Regions from separate parts of the Sus scrofa genome. Here regions 2, 3 and 4 are each linked to region 1. The links are chromatin contacts, called in public Hi-C and HiChIP or PLAC-seq maps. All regions are on one chromosome and are shown on one strand. Each heading gives the region's core, a stretch centred on a gene start, on an enhancer-like site or on the middle of the called end of the contact. The rest is flanking DNA. Distances are from core to core; before and after follow the strand shown. Region 1 holds the start of UBR2 (E3 ubiquitin-protein ligase UBR2). Region 2 holds the start of TAF8 (transcription initiation factor TFIID subunit 8). Region 3 holds the start of MRPS10 (28S ribosomal protein S10, mitochondrial). Region 4 holds the start of RPL7L1 (ribosomal protein L7 like 1).

The links. A called contact is a pair of places that touch in the nucleus more often than the background predicts. HiChIP or PLAC-seq counts read pairs in DNA pulled down with a chosen protein or histone mark.
Region 2: a contact with region 1 is called in an H3K27ac HiChIP or PLAC-seq map of alveolar macrophages. The contact joins the promoter of TAF8 here to the promoter of UBR2 in region 1. A contact is called at or near these places in 1 of 5 promoter capture datasets (liver), 1 of 47 Hi-C or Micro-C datasets (heart right ventricle) and 1 of 2 datasets of contacts at active chromatin or transcription factors (alveolar macrophages).
Region 3: an H3K27ac HiChIP or PLAC-seq map of alveolar macrophages shows a contact between it and region 1. The contact joins the promoter of MRPS10 here to the promoter of UBR2 in region 1. A contact is called at or near these places in 3 of 5 promoter capture datasets (fetal liver, fetal skeletal muscle and liver), 3 of 47 Hi-C or Micro-C datasets (embryonic fibroblasts, heart right ventricle and liver) and 2 of 2 datasets of contacts at active chromatin or transcription factors (alveolar macrophages and skeletal muscle).
Region 4: a contact with region 1 is called in a Hi-C map of liver, with 3 times the contacts expected there. The contact joins the promoter of RPL7L1 here to the promoter of UBR2 in region 1. A contact is called at or near these places in 6 of 47 Hi-C or Micro-C datasets (embryonic fibroblasts, heart right ventricle, liver and 1 more) and 2 of 2 datasets of contacts at active chromatin or transcription factors (alveolar macrophages and skeletal muscle).

What each region holds. Positions count from the first base shown.
Region 1 is chr7:37,653,835-37,657,565 of Sscrofa11.1, reverse strand. It overlaps UBR2 (E3 ubiquitin-protein ligase UBR2), which reads right to left and starts at 1,758. Exons shown (of 47, transcript XM_021098699.1): 1 at 1,308-1,758. The coding sequence starts at 1,385.
Region 2 is chr7:37,180,659-37,184,389 of Sscrofa11.1, reverse strand. It overlaps TAF8 (transcription initiation factor TFIID subunit 8), which reads right to left and starts at 1,951. Exons shown (of 9, transcript XR_002345722.1): 1 at 1,787-1,951; 2 at 848-1,004. It also overlaps a transcript of CCND3 not described here.
Region 3 is chr7:37,327,235-37,330,965 of Sscrofa11.1, reverse strand. It overlaps MRPS10 (28S ribosomal protein S10, mitochondrial), which reads left to right and starts at 1,720. Exons shown (of 7, transcript XM_005665997.3): 1 at 1,720-1,853. The coding sequence starts at 1,806.
Region 4 is chr7:37,938,445-37,942,175 of Sscrofa11.1, reverse strand. RPL7L1 (ribosomal protein L7 like 1) reads right to left here and starts at 1,627. Exons shown (of 7, transcript NM_001123192.1): 1 at 1,311-1,627; 2 at 630-738. The coding sequence starts at 1,324.

The sequences.
Region 1 (3,731 bases), core at 509-3,008:
GGGTACTGACAGGATGACATGGATAGGCAGTAACTGTCATTACCATTTTACTATTTACTTTCATTTTCTTTTTCAAGTCTCTTTATAAATGAAAGGCAGGTGGGGAAAATCCTTGGATTGTTGCAATATTAAGCAGAAAGTAAATGAAAACACATCTAGACTAAAAAACAAACAAAAAAACAAAGACTCATCATTCAACAATGTATTTCTTCAAATGTTTCACCTCTATTCCTGTGATTTATTTCCACTACAACTTTACTGTCATCAATTCACCCCGAAATAACTCACTACAGAACACCACTGAAATTTTGTTCCTAACATTCAGATTGTTGACTTGTGTTCAAAGGTCACTCCCTTCCTAGCAGCTTTTTAAATCCAAGGCCTTAGAGGTGGGGCCTCAGCTGTTTGGGTCCATTCTTAATCATTCCGAACGATCTGTTCTAATAGGTGTTCCGTGTTCTTAAGGAAAGATGCCATAAAGTTTTGTTAATTATTTTACAACTCTGCTACTTATACAAGCATATTCATATTACAGTTTCAGTACAATACTGGGTCTGAATGCTTTAAGTTTGGGGCATAACTGCCCCCACTATACCATGACCAAACTTCACATTATTAGCATCCATTTACTAAGAGTTGTTCTCTCAAAGTTATATAATGTTCGTTTATCCACCCAACTACCCCCAACTCCTGGAAAAATTATTTTTAATCTCCCAGTCTCCACCACTACTTTCTCAATCTCAGTAAACGTGTCAAGACACTACTTTCTGCACATTCATCAACGCTGTCGACTGACCAAACAGGTGCAAAAACGCACAAAACAGGGTAAAGAGGAAGAACGATATCGTTTGCATCCTTCGGTGCCTAGAGCGGTCCCAGAAACAAAGTGAGGTAGCAGGTTTCAGAGGAGGAGGCAAGGCTCAGCTTATCTCAGGAAAAGGAAGCAGAAGGGATAAAGTACCCCAAGCACCAGGAAGCGTCTCTCCCTCCTATCTTCCAAGAGTTGGCATAAAAGGCAAAGGCCCTGGGTTAGGGACTTCCTGGGAGAAATAATGGAAGCGCGAAAAGGAACGTGAAGGTGGCTGTGCATCCAGCAGACTTGCGGGCTATTTGTGGATAAAGACAGAAGGACAGGAGCAGAATCTGGGGCCTCCCTGGGCCGTTACCCACAGGGCGAGAACCGAGAAGCCGGCGCGGTCGTCACCCCAAGTCCGGGCCCGGCAGCTCCCGGATTTCCAGGAGTCGGTTCCTCCCCCGGGGCGCGGCCTGCGACAGCCGGACGTCTCCGCCCGGGTCCCGGCACTCACCCCCGCGGTCTCCTCAGCCGAACATTCCAGCAAACTCCGGTCGATGGCCTGCACCTCGGGCTCCAGCTCCGACGCCATCTTCCTTCCTGCGCTTCCCCAGCGCTGACGCTGCTATCTCCGCTCCGAGGGCCGCGGCCTCGCCACAGCCCCCGCGTCCGAGACTTCCACCTCTGCCCCGGGCGGTCGGTCGGGAGCCGTCCAGGCGGCGGAAGTCGGAGAAGACGGAGAGTAGCGTGAGGTGAGGCGTACAGGAGGGACGGTGCCTCCCGCGCTCCCTCTTGGGCCCTGCGCCCAAAAGTCAAGACACTGCCTCGTCCCTACCCCGGGGAAGGACACAGAGAACCCCGGGCCTGGCACTCTTGATCGCTTCTACCGCGTCCGGCACCAGGAAAGAAGCAATTACACCCAAAATAGGAAGCAAAGCACCCTGGGAACTGTAGTCGTCCTCCATAGGGCCGGGGTTGGGGGGGGTAGAGGTGGAGCCCTTACAAGGAGCCCCACTATGGCACTATGGGAGTTGTAGTCCATCTCTTCCTAAGAGACTAGGCAAATGGCACACCAGCGGGCGGGGCTTTTCCGCACGGCTGGAATCATGGGAAGAGATTAGTGGCGAGAAGCGCCCACCCGGGAAGAGGAAGAAGCGCGAGATACTGTGGGGTACCGTAGTTTTATTCCCCCAACACCGTTTGTTCGTATTTCTGTCCCGCAAGCCTAGAACCGTACCTAGCACGTGGTAGAACTCGAATACGAAAGCCTGGCATACGTGCGAACTCAAATACTTGTCGAATGAATGAATTAGTTCTATTCGTATAGTTCTATGGCCATCAGCCATCAACCCCTCTTTCCGTTAGATTGGTGACCGAGGTGTACATTTTCCACGTTTTTGAAGGTCTCGAAAACATGCCGTTTTAAAACGCTGTTAAAGGATGTATTTCCAAGTGATTTAGTTAAGACCGTTCATTAAAATTTATTTCAAATCTTGGGAGTTCCCTGGTGGCCTACCGGTTAAAGGACCCATCATTGTCGCTGTTCCTGCTCTAGTCACAGCTGTGGTGAGGGTTGGATACCTGCCCAGGAACTTATGCATGCCTCAGGAAAAAAAAATTATTACAAATCTTGCTGCAAAGGAGAAGGAGTCTACCAAGCTAATTCAAAGATTTACTCTTGATAGGGATATTGTGTAGAAATAGATAATCATTGTTAGATAAGAAAATTGCATTTGGGTAGAAGTAATTAGGTTCTTGACTGGCATATGGGTGAGTGGGTTTCTTAGAACAAATTTTCGATTCCTTTAGAGTTTATCAGAAAATTGCTTGCACATTTTATGAGACTGCTAATTTATTCCCATAAAGAAATTGTGAATTAGGCAAAAAATGTTCTGATCCAATCCAGATATGGGACTTGGTTTGCTGTTATTGCTGTTAACAATAGTATAATATTAACTAAATTTTTTTAATAAAAGTTACCCATTATCTCACAGTACAAATAACCCTTGTTATCATTTTTAAAAACGTAAAAGTAATATATGTATAGGATTATAAATTCAAACTGAAGGGAAATATTTTGAAAGAAAAAAATGAAAATTGTGCCTCTTTTACCCCAAGTCCCTTTCCCCAAGGAAAAGCATTTTTAATATCCTATTATGATTCTATCCAGAAAAAAAGTATGCGTATGTATGAGAATGAGAGACATTAAATGAGAGATCTTGAAACATTCTTTTCTTCTTTGCTCAACTTCCTTGCAGTGAGGCGCTCCCCAGTCAGAGTCAACCTGGAGGAAAATTGGGATCGTTACAACCCAGAAGCAAAGATAATGCCTAAGAGTCCTAACATAGAATTAAAGCCATTAAAATACATTGTAAAGAAATTTTCTGCCCTTCACACCATTCTTTTCTTCCTTTTATTATTTTTGGGTTGATATTAATGTTCTTTTGTCCTAAATTCTTGAATTGGATGTTTGCTGTTAACCCTCCTCTTTTTTTTCAGCATGTACATCTAAGGCAGTGGTTTTCAAACTTGAGCATGCGGAGTTGCCATTGTGATGCAGCAGAAACAAATCTGACTAGTATCCATGAGGCTGTGGGTTTGATCCCTGGCCTCACTCAGTGGGTCAGGGATCCAGCATTGCTGTGAACTGTGTTGTACATTGCAGATGTGTCTGGGATCCCATGTTGCTATGGCTGTGGTGTAGGCAGGCAGCTGTAGCTCCAATTTGACCAATGTGACCCTAAAAAGCAAAACAAAAACAAAAAAAACACCTTGAGCGTACATCAGAATTACCTCGTGTCTTGGTAAAATCCGTACTCCACTCTCAGAATTTCTGATTCAATATATTTTGGGTGAAGACTGAAAATTGCATTTCTGTCAAGTTCCTGGATCATTTTGTGGGTCTGGGAATTTTAAGAATCACAGATTTATTAACAAT
Region 2 (3,731 bases), core at 702-3,201, 470 kb after region 1:
GCATATATATGTGTGACTGGGTCACTTTGCTGTACAGTAGAAATCGACAGAACACTGTATACCAACTATAATGGAAAAAATAAAAATCACTAATAAAAAAAAGTGTTCTCTTCCCATTTTATAAAACTTACTCACCTTCACCATTTGTTATCACATAGCATTTGATTTTATACTGTATGGCATCTATCTCACGGGAATTAATCCTGATTCTTCAACAAAATTGTGAGTTCTTTGAGCAGAGGGAACAGTGTAATAGCAGCACCTACAGGTCATCAAGAGCTGACAATGTTCCCAGCTTTGACCGTTTTACGTATACATCTCATTCATATTCACAACTCTGTGAGGTGCAAATTATCCCACTGCATAAATGAGGATATTGAGGTTCAGGAGGTTTATGGTTGATGGCTTACCCAAGCTATTAAGTGGCAGAGTGATGACTTACACCGAGGTCTAAAGATTCTAGAGCCTATAGATCACTTTGCTAGGTTCTTCTTTTTGTTTTTGTCTTTTTGCCTTTTCTAGGGCTGTTCCTGTGGCATATGGAGGTTCCCAGGCTAGGGGTCTAATCAGAGCTGTAGCCACCGGCCTACACCAGAGCCACAGCAACACGGGATCCAAGCCGCGTCTGCGACCTACACCACAGCTCACAGCAACGCCGGATCCTTAACCCACTGAGCAAGGCCAGGGATCGAACCCGAAACGTCATGGTTCCTAGTCAGATTCGTTAACCACTGCGTCACAAGGGGAACTCCACTAGGTTCTTCTTTTTCTTAAATCCTAATACTCTCTCAAGACAGAGCACAGATGTTTGGTTGACTCAGAAGGCCCCTTGTTTCCTGGTACTTACAGCTCTGCAGCATCTCTGTCAGTGTTTCCACAGATGCTTTCTCAGCGCTCTCAAACCCTGCCTCTGTTAACAGGGAGCTCACAACCACTTGCAGAGTTCGCCTCCGGGCCAGATGGTAGTTATCAGCAGGGTTAGTGGACTGTTTACTTCCTGATCTCTGTAAATCAGCAGCCCAGAAAGAGAATACTTTCATCCTCAGGACGAGGATGCAGTCATGTAGTTCACATATTGTCAATGGCAAACAAAGGTTCTTTTGCTAAATCTTTATGTATCAGTGTGGTAGCTCCTGATGTTTAGACTTACAGCTCTTCGCCAAATAACTGAGCACCCAAGTGGCTCTAAATTCGAAAACAGCCTTTCTGCCTAGGTAAAACTTATCAATTACAATAGTACAAAATGGCCGTTTCCTACTTTCTATTTTGGATTATCTGAATATATAGCTGAAGAAACATGCAGGATAGAATTGAATTCATTGGTCCATCTCCTAGAAAAAAAGTAATCTCTCTTTTGTCCCTCCCATCTCCACACCATTAACGAGGAAAATTAAAACAACAAACAACACATGCTGCTGAGTAGAGGAGGGCAAATGATAAGAACATCGACAAATTAAAAAGCTAAATATTTTGAAACAGGAATCCCTCCCAACTTTGGCGGGCCAATAAGAAGGCGAAAAGAGCCCCACTGGACCAATCAGGAGGTGTTCCGGGTTCCCAACCCCCAACAGAGAATGAGCCAATCAGTACACAGGTCCACCAACTCCCGAGGCCGCCGCCAAGTCTCGAGGAGGAGGAGGGGGGCATATACGGCCTGAAAGACCTTCCTCCACTCAGAGCATGTGGTGGGGCCCTATTTCTGGGTGTGAACATGTTGCCAAGGCTAGGGGGACATTACAGAATCCCCAGGCTCTCTGGGCTTCCGCCCCGCGCCTCCCGCCCTTACCGTTCCGGAGGCCCCGGCCCCGGCAGTGGCCGCCGCGTCGGCCATCTTGCTCTGGCGTAATGTGCGCGAGCGCACGGCAGGATGGGACTTGTAGTCACCCGGCGGGGAGGAACCGCGAGGGGGCGGGGCCGCGCGCCCCGTTGGGCTTTGTGGGGCCCAGCCGGGTCGGGGGTGAGTCTGGTTATCCCGGTTCACGTGACCTGTGAACGGTGGGTTCAGCGAGCCCCGGAAGTGGCTAGGAAAATGAGCCCTCGGTTTCACACCTATTTAAAAACGAAATCGTTTTTCATAAAAAGCACATCCCTGGAACGCTCCAAACTTGCCTGATTGTTAGCCACACCTGGCTAGGTCCGGCGGATCCCCGTGACTTTACTCTCTGGAGGAGGGGTCTTGGGCATCTGTATTCTTAAGTTCTCCAAGTGAGTCTCCTGAGCCTGGATATTTGGGGAAGCTTTGTTTTGTGCTGACGGACCCAGAGCCAGCCAATGGCCCACTTGGAACGAGAGCCAGCAGTCACGTAATCCAGGTGTGCCACTGCATCCGGCTGCCTTCTCGCCCTCAATTAACCCTCAGGTATTTTTGGGGCGAGCCGGGAGGCGTCGGCGGTAGGAGGCTGTCCGGTGCCTGCCTCACTCCCAGGCCGTGGAGTCTACGTAGTGCCTGTGGTTTTCTGCGGTTCACTCGCGGGTCAGCCCCTCTGGATGGGGGTCCTTCATGCACCGCGCCTCGTCTGTCTCCGTTTGCGGGTGCCCGGCAGCTCGCAGAGGCTGGGTTTGAATCTCAGCACTCGCCAGCTGTGGGACTTCGGGCAAATTACCTAACCTCACTTTGCCTCAGTTTCCTCTTTCGTGAAATTAGGGTGGGATGGGTAGCCGCGGGGGAGGGAATAAGCTAATATACACAGAGTTTATCACTGTGCAGACTGAGAGTAAGAGGTCAAGAAGCAGCGCCTAATGTTATTTATTTCTTGCGTGGCGAGTGGATGAGCAGAAAACGCTCACATGCAGAAGTCGGGGAAACCTGCGCCACGCCTGCCCCGCCGCGCGCACCTGAGCGTGGGGGGCGCCCGGTCCCCTCACCTGGGGCACAGGGGGCAGGTCTGACGGTCGGGGTCGCTGCGCGGGGTGAGCCACCCGGAGAAATCGGGCCCCAAACCTGAGTTGAGCAGAGCACCCAGCCCCTTTGTCTCCTCCGCCCCCCCTTCCCCACTTCCTGCCCAGCTTTAAACTCGGGATTGGCGGCGCGGCGCCGACTTTGTAAACACGCCGCGCCTGCGGCGGTGGAGACTGGTTCTGTTTGGGCGTCTGGGGGAGGGGTGCACGCCCCTCCCCGCGGCTGGAGGTGGCGACCCCCCACCTCGCCAAAGACAGAAACCAGAGGCGGCGGCGGGAGAGTGTCTGCGGCCACGGCCAGTGCTCCGGGGGGCTCACCTGCCGAGGAGGTAGGCTTGAAGGCTGGAGAAGCCAAGATAGATGGGTGTCAGCATCTCCCCGCTTCGCTGGGGCCTTCGAGCTGAGGCGGGACACCTGGGCGGGGAGTCGGAGGTGGCGACCTGATCAGCCTCCTCGATGTCTCTCAAAGCTCGGTTCACTTTCTCTCTGAGTTGCAGAGGCTGAAAGGCAGAGAGCTCCCCCAAAGCTCTGAACTTTCTCTGTGTCCACACAGGCCCTCTTCAAACTGATCTGGAAGCCTAGTGACTTCACTGGGCTGTCTGTCGTCCTTCTTCATAATTCAGAGATGGGGTGGGAGGCAGTAGGGGGGCAGACCCAGTGTGGGCAGCGAGCCTTGGGGGTCCTCCTGCCAGCCAGGGCTGAGGGAGGAGGCCAGAGGACTGGAAGGAGGAGCCTCTCAGTGGGGGTCCCTTTGGTGTCTGCGGGTTACACAAGTGACGGCTTTAGCCTCTTCTGTGTCTTTTAATGTGTCAACAAGAGGATTAACTGAGGAA
Region 3 (3,731 bases), core at 471-2,970, 330 kb after region 1:
ACAAAAAAAAAAAAAAAAGAAAGAAAGAAAGAAAAGAAAAGAAAACGAAGGGACTATACCCAATTCCCACACTTCAGAGCATGAATGGAAAAAGCTGGTGAGCCAAAAGCAGCAAGCAGTGACCACAGGCAAGGCAGAATTCTGAGGGAGCAGAAACTGTAAACAGAGAAATCCCATCAATAAAGAGACCATGTTTGGCCTTAGGGATGGAGAGGACATCCAGTCCCTAAAGCTGCTCCGAGCCCACTTTTCCAGTTACAGGAGCAGTTCAGGCCACATACATGTTAAAAAAAATAAATAAATAAAATAACTCCTTTTCTTGCAGGAAGTGGGGACGTGGGGAATCTCTAGTCCTCACATCCAAAAGAGACTTAAGAGACTGGAGCTTACTGAGGTCAGCTGGAGGGGTGCAAAGGGCACTGAACTAGGATTTTTTTCTTTCTTTTTAGGGCCGAACTCAGCATATGAAGGTTCCCAGGCTAGAGGTCTAATCGAAGCTACAGCTGCTGGCCTGCACCACAGCCACAGCAACGTGGGATCCGAGCTGTGTCTTCGACCTACACCACAACTTATGGCAACGCTGGATCCTTAACCCACTGAGCGAGGCCGGGGATCGAACCTGCATCTTCATGGATGCTCAATTCGTTTCTGCTGAGCCACAATGGTAACTCCGGAACTAGGATTTTTGATGATGGTCATTGGTTCAGCTGTAACTAACTCATCATAATGACTTTGAGTCATTTCACTCTGGGCTTCGGTTTTTTCACCTTTTAAATTAGGATAAAATGTATGTATTCTTGTGAGGATCAGATTAGATAACACACGTAAGATTGTTCTCAAGCTGTAATGTCACCATCATTGACAGCTGCAGAACTGTCACCCAGCTGAAGCTACTCAAGGCAGAGACGGGCTGAAGAGCCCTGGAAGAAGCCGCAATAGAGTTGCAGAGCTATGGGAAAACTCCTCTGGCTAAGAGAGACCAGCCAATTGTGAATGTCACAATTGAAAGACGTAATCCGGTTCCGGAAGGGCCCCTGGATAACCTGCCAAGACTATGGCTATTACAGACATCATCACTTAAGTACAACCTCAGGTCGTTCCTCCAGGGCAAAATGAGCTAAGAGACCAGGAGCTTTGGACCACCTGGCCAGGGAATCGTTAAACCAGTGACATCATGACTCTTGACTCTACAATTCAGAAATGTCACAAGACAATGACTAATCCCAGCTGTTTTGCTCTTCCTCTTAAAACAAAACAAAACAAAACCCACCTAACTCAAAGACCAAGTTGGAGTACATCTAAGGCTTGTCTCCCACTCCCTTGCTTGGCGCCCTGCAATAAATCCTTACTTTGGAGCGAACTCCCGCTGTCACTTTGGCTTTCTGCGGGCCACGGGTACACAAGCGCTTCGCTGCGTCATAACGGGAAAATAAATCAACCATTAATCCACTAACTCAGAGATAACATTGTCAATATATCAGCTGACATGACATCAATATATACTTTTTTTCCAAGCATGTATTTGTTATGTTTGCCTCCAACAAAACAGGAACCGTAATTTGAAGAGGGAAACGCTGGCGGAATTCAGTATCCCTCCAGGTACCAGCTGAAGCTTTACCGGCCCGGCTGCGACCGGAAGGAAGCTGGCTGTATTCACAGTCCCACCCTCAGAGAGCGTAGGATCACGTCTCTATGGTTGTTCCTGAGCCGGAACACAGGGATACACTCTTTCCTTTTGCGGAACTCTATGGTCAGAGGATGGCTCTGTGACCCCGGAAGCGATCCCGGGAAGCTGGGGCGGCAAGATGGCGGCGCGAACGGCGTTTGGGGCGCTGGCCCGGCGTCTCTGGCAGGTACCGGGCGCGCTGAGGGTATTAGGCGGACTTACGGATACAGTTGCCTCTATGTCTGGCCGTCGCGTGTCGTTCTGCCAATCTGGAGCCCTCCGCGATATTTATTCCTTATCTCAGCCCGTTGTTTGCAGGGAAGGAGCGAGAAAAGGGCTGATGTTTTGTCGAGTTTCTTTTCATAGGATAAAACGTAATGAGTCAGGGCAACAGGAAGAATCAGAGTGTCAAAGCTGTAAAGAATATAGGACAGCGAAAGTTCCAGACCCGGCCTTTCACATTTGCGAAATAAACCGAGGCTCAGAACAGGCAGGAAGTTTCATCTCTCTGAAATGAGGTGGCATGAGACCTTTGACGCTTCCCGCGGAACCAGACTGAGATACCTTGCTGATAGCCGGGTTTCTGAGACTTAGATGAGAGTCGCTGAAGTCAGAGGAGTTGGTTGGATAACCTCTGCTCGGTTCTTTGGAGAAAGAAACAAAACCTTTAGCATCAGTTCTCAAGTTAGCCTTAGCACCCCTTTACACTCTAAAAATGGTTGAGGACTCCAGAGAGCTTTTATTTTTGTGGGTTTTAGCTGTGAATGTTTAGCTTACTGGAAATTACAACCAAGAATCTTTAAAATGCGTTTTCCTTTAAAAATAGCGCTGGGAGTTCCCATTGTGGCGCAGCAGTATGGAACCCTACTAGCATCCATGAGGACGCGGGTTGGATTCCTGGCTTCGCTCAGTGGGTTAAGGATCCAGCGTTACCATGAGCTGCAGTGTAGGTCGCAGACGGGGCTCGGATCCCGCTTTGCTGTGGCTGTGGTGTAGGCCCTCAGCTGCAGCTCCCATTCAATCCCTAGCCTGGGAATTTCCGTATGCTGCACCTGCAGCCCTAAAAAGAAAAGTAAAAAATTAAAATAACACTAATAAACTCATTACATGTTAACGTAATTAATCTTTGTATGGGGTACAACTAGATTTTCCGAAACAAATTTAGTGAGAAGAGATGTTTTTGCACATCTCTGATTTTGGCTTAATAGAAGACAGCTGGGGTTTCACAGCAGCTTCTGCAGTCTGTTGCTATACCACAGTGTCTGGAAAACTTCACTGCACACTGGTGACAGAATGGCAAAGTTGCAAATAACGTCTTACTATTATTATGGAAGTAAGTTTAATCTCTCCAGCCCACAGTGAAAATGTCCTCGGACCAGAATTTAAGAACCAGTGTTTTTAAGAAAAGGCAGGTGGTGTTAGAGATTGAAATTTTGAGCTATTTTTAAGACACAGTTACCAGACTACAGCTTACGCCTTCAAAAAAAAAAAAAAAGGAGGGAGTCCCTGTTGTGGCTTAGCTGTAACAAACCCGATTAGTATCCATGAGGACGTGGGTTTGATCCCTGACCCTGCACAGTAGGTTAAGGCTTCAGTGTTGCCGTGAGCTGTGGTGTAGATCCTGACACAGCTCGGATCTGGCGTTGCTGTGGCTGTGAGGTAGGCTGGCAGTTACAGCTCCCATTCGACCCCCAGCCTGGAAAATTCCATATGCCTTAGGTTCGGCCCTAGAAAGACAAAAAAGAAAGAAAACTTAAGAACTTCCTAAGATTCATTTGTAGGTTGAACAGCACATTAGGCTTCAACTTTTTAAAGCAGGGGTTTATACCCGGAGAAGATGCCTGGGAAGTGTTGTATTCCTTAGACCTGAGGTCCTTCTGCAGAACCGGATTATTGGGGTGGCCACTGGCATAAATGTGGGAAAGGAGTTTTCTTTTACTGCCTTGTATTGTGTTTGAATTCCTTTCTTTATTTTTCCCCCTTGATCCAGGGGCGATTGTGAAAGTTTCAATTTGCGTCCATCTCAAGTAAAGAAGAGAGGAAGGACAATAAGCTAAGAATAGAC
Region 4 (3,731 bases), core at 378-2,877, 280 kb before region 1:
CACAGCAGGTTAAGGACCCAGCAATGCCACAGCTGTGGCTCAGACTGGAATCTTGGCCCAGGAACTTCCATATGCCATGGATGTGGTTGAAAAAAGTAAGTAAAATTTTTAAGTTTTTGGGAGTTCCTGTCGTGGCTCAGCAGAAATGAATCTGACTAGTATCCATGAGGACACAGGTTTGATCCCTGGCCTCACTCATTGGGTGAAGGACCCGATGTGGTGAGCTGTGGTATATGTCACAGATGTGGCTGGGATCGGGGGTTGCTGTGGCTGTGGTGTAGGCCGGCAGCTGTAGCTCCAATTTGAACCCTAGCCTGGGAGCCTCTATGTGCCACACCTGCCGGCCTAAAAAGAAAAAAGAAAATTTTTTTTCTTTTAGGTACACAAGCATGTTCTCGAATCCCTTGGTATGAACCGGAAGGAACACTCTCCACTGGCTTTTTCCTTAAACTCTACTCCAGTATTTTGCCTGCAGAAAGCATTTGATACATACTTGCTTTGTTTAGCAAATATGTATCATCCAGCTGATGGGGGAAGCCGACTGTCAGTACCAAATTAGTTCAACATGTGCTGGATAAAACTCACCGAACACAAATTCTCATTCCTTCCACCTGGTTCCCCACTATTACCTCTTTCTTTTGCAAAAGCGCTTGCTTCGCCTGTGTGGCTTTGAGGGCCTGATATGCCTTCCTCTTTTTCAAGAGATTTTCTGGAACCAAAGGGATCTTTTTTCTTTGCCTGAGAGAGAAAATGGAGAAAAGCGATAGTATTTAGGAAACAAATCTGCAATGCGTTTCCAAACGACAGCTTGGGCTTCGCAAACATTACTGTCTAAAACCTCCTAAGGACCGCGCTCCCACCCCGCCACCTGGCGTTTCTGACTCCAGTTCTCAAAAGCTTTCAAGAACCATGAACCCCTTAGCCACTGGTCCTCGTATGTCAATGGAGCTTTTACTGTCATAGCCTTTTACAGATACCACCAGCGATGAGATTCCGCCCCGTGGGGTTGGGGCGGGTGCGGACCCAGCTGCAGAGATAATACTTAAGTCAGGCTGGGGAAACCCACCCTCCAGCCCGCAGCCTCAAACTCATTCCTCACCCCTTGAGGTAGGTAATCCGAACCTGACAGAGGCCCCATCCGCCCGCCCCAGCCCAACACTTCCTCCCTCCTCCTTCGATAATCTGGAGCCTTTTCTAAGTCTCTCTTCAGTCCACAAGGATCCTTATTTTCCGCCACCGAGAAATAAATACTGAGGATGGCACCAGATGCTCAGGGCACCACCCAGAATCTCAGAGCCCCTGATACTCACTCCTCCTCCGCCATTTTTCCAGCGCAGCTGCTACTGCTCAGGCGTTGCCCCACGCATGGGAAGGAACCTCTCTATGGTCTCTCGACCATAGAGATGTCTACTCTAGCTCACCCCAGGGCGAGCGGGTAGCCTGCGCCTTCTTAGCAGCAATGAACTGCTGAAGTTTTGCTAACCCTGATTCCTATCAAAAGTGGCTCAAAGCTTCCTGGGCGCCGCTTAGAAGCTTTTTAGAGCCCGGTCATCTTCAAAGACCATCCCTTTTTATTTCAGCTGTATTCTCATATCGCCGGAAGCCTGGTCACAAACGAGGAAACGCTTCCCACCGACTTCCGGTAGGGAGTGAGGTGACGATTTTCCGGTTTCTGCTCGCTAGGCTGCGCTTCTCCCGGAAGGCGACTGGCGGGATCCGGTATCCTTCACCTGGTGCGGAGAGCTTGGGGCTGCAGCTTTGGTTCTGTGTTGGTGGAGGTGTGGACGACTTAGGGTGCTGGCAAAGGCATCTCTGATTCCCTCGGCCTGGCTTCGTCAGTGGGTCCCTGATCAAGTGGGTCCCTCTATCCCTTCGTTTCCCTTACCCAAAAAGTGGACGTAATAGCGAATCTTGCCTAATAGCCTTGGGAAAGTTATATGAGCTGCTCCACATAAAGCGCTTAGAACAAAGTCCAGTAAGCAGTTAACACTGTGTTAATTATTATTCCTGCTGTACCGAAAACGAGAAATTGCAACTTACGATTTCAGAACTCCCTCATAATAGCTCTCACCACCTGGAATAGGTTTCCTTCTCTCCTGCTCTTCAGAAAGAAATAAAAACTCACGTGTTGTCTTTAATGGAAACCTCCAGACCAGTGTGTCTCAAGCATTAATGTGCATAGGAGTCACATGAAAATCTTGTTAAAATCACGTTTTTATTCAGGAGGGGCGGGGAGTCAATATTCTGCATTTTAAACGTGATTCAAAGTGATGGGGATGCTTCAAGTGCATTTTGACTAGAAGGGCTTTTTCTTTTTCTTTTCTTTCTCTTTCTTTCCTTTGTTTTTTGGCGGCCCCCTCAGTATGTGGAAGTTTCTGAGTCAGGGATCAAACCTGTGCCACAGCAGTGACCTGAGCCACAGCAGTGAAACACTGGACCTTAACCCGCTGAGCCACAAGAGAACTCATGACTAGCAAGTATCTTGAGAAGTCTCTCCTTTTTCTGAATTCCTTCAGCATGTTTATTTTTTAAGAATTCCTGTAGTGGCACAGCGGAAAGAATCCGACTAGAAACCATGAGGTTGTGGGTTTGATCCCTGGCCTCACTCAGTGGGTTAAGGACCCGGTGTTGCTATGAGCTGTGGTATAGGTCAAAGAGGTGGCTCGGAGCTGGCGTGGCTGTGGCTGTGGCGTAGGCCAGCAGCTGTAGCTCTGATTCAATGCCTAGCCTGGGAACCTCCATATGCTGCAGGTTCAGCCTTAAAAAAAAAGCAAAAAAAAAAAAAAAATTTTAAATGTTTCTCGGCATTATAGGCTTTTGGGGCCAGATAATTCTTTGTCCTGTTGGTTGTAGAATATTTTGGCAGCATCCCAGGTTTCTACCCACTGCATGCCAGTAGCATCTCCATCCTAGTGGTGACAAAGTTCTTGTCTCCAGGCATTGCCAAATGTCTAGCACAGTCTATGTATATTTATGTTAAGGTCTAAGGCAATGTCACTGTTTGACAGTCAGCACTTAAAGGCATCACCACAGACTTTATCCTGTATTGTTTGGTTTATTGTTTCCCTGATTAGACAGGGTTCTCTGAATGCAGGGAAGTCATCACATCTCTGAATCTTCTACAGCACCTCTCACAACAACAGGCACCTGCAGGGGCTGGTTAACCATCTAAACTCAAGGCATCACATTGGTATGTGCTATGCATCTAAGACAACCAGAAAGACAGTGCCATGCGCAGAATCCAGAACCTGATAAATAAATGTCAAAGGACAACATGGCCTTCAGAGTCACCAACTGTGGCTCAAGCCTCATGCTTACTCTTTCAGCATCTCACCATGTGTCTTAGTTTGTGAAAAAGCAAATAGAGAAGGGACACTAAAGTATAACAAATTCATTAAACAGTAAAAAAGGAATGAAAATAAGTCATTATTTTGTAATATCCTTTGTCTATAGATAAAAGGTATTTCAGAGGTATTAACAATGCAACAATACTCCTGGCTGAAAAAAGACTTGGAAGTCAGGATTCAGGCAAGGCTTTCCAGTGCCAGCAGATGGTGCTAGGAGAACACTTATTTTCGGTGCCAAAGCCAAAGCCCAACTGGTCCAGAGAGAGATGGCGTTGTCTTCAACCCCAAAATGTTCACGAATACATGTTTACTTAGCATTGCGCATGTGCCCTGGGCACTGGGCAAGAATTGAGATTTTTTTTTAAAATTTCAAAGTAAGGTTAC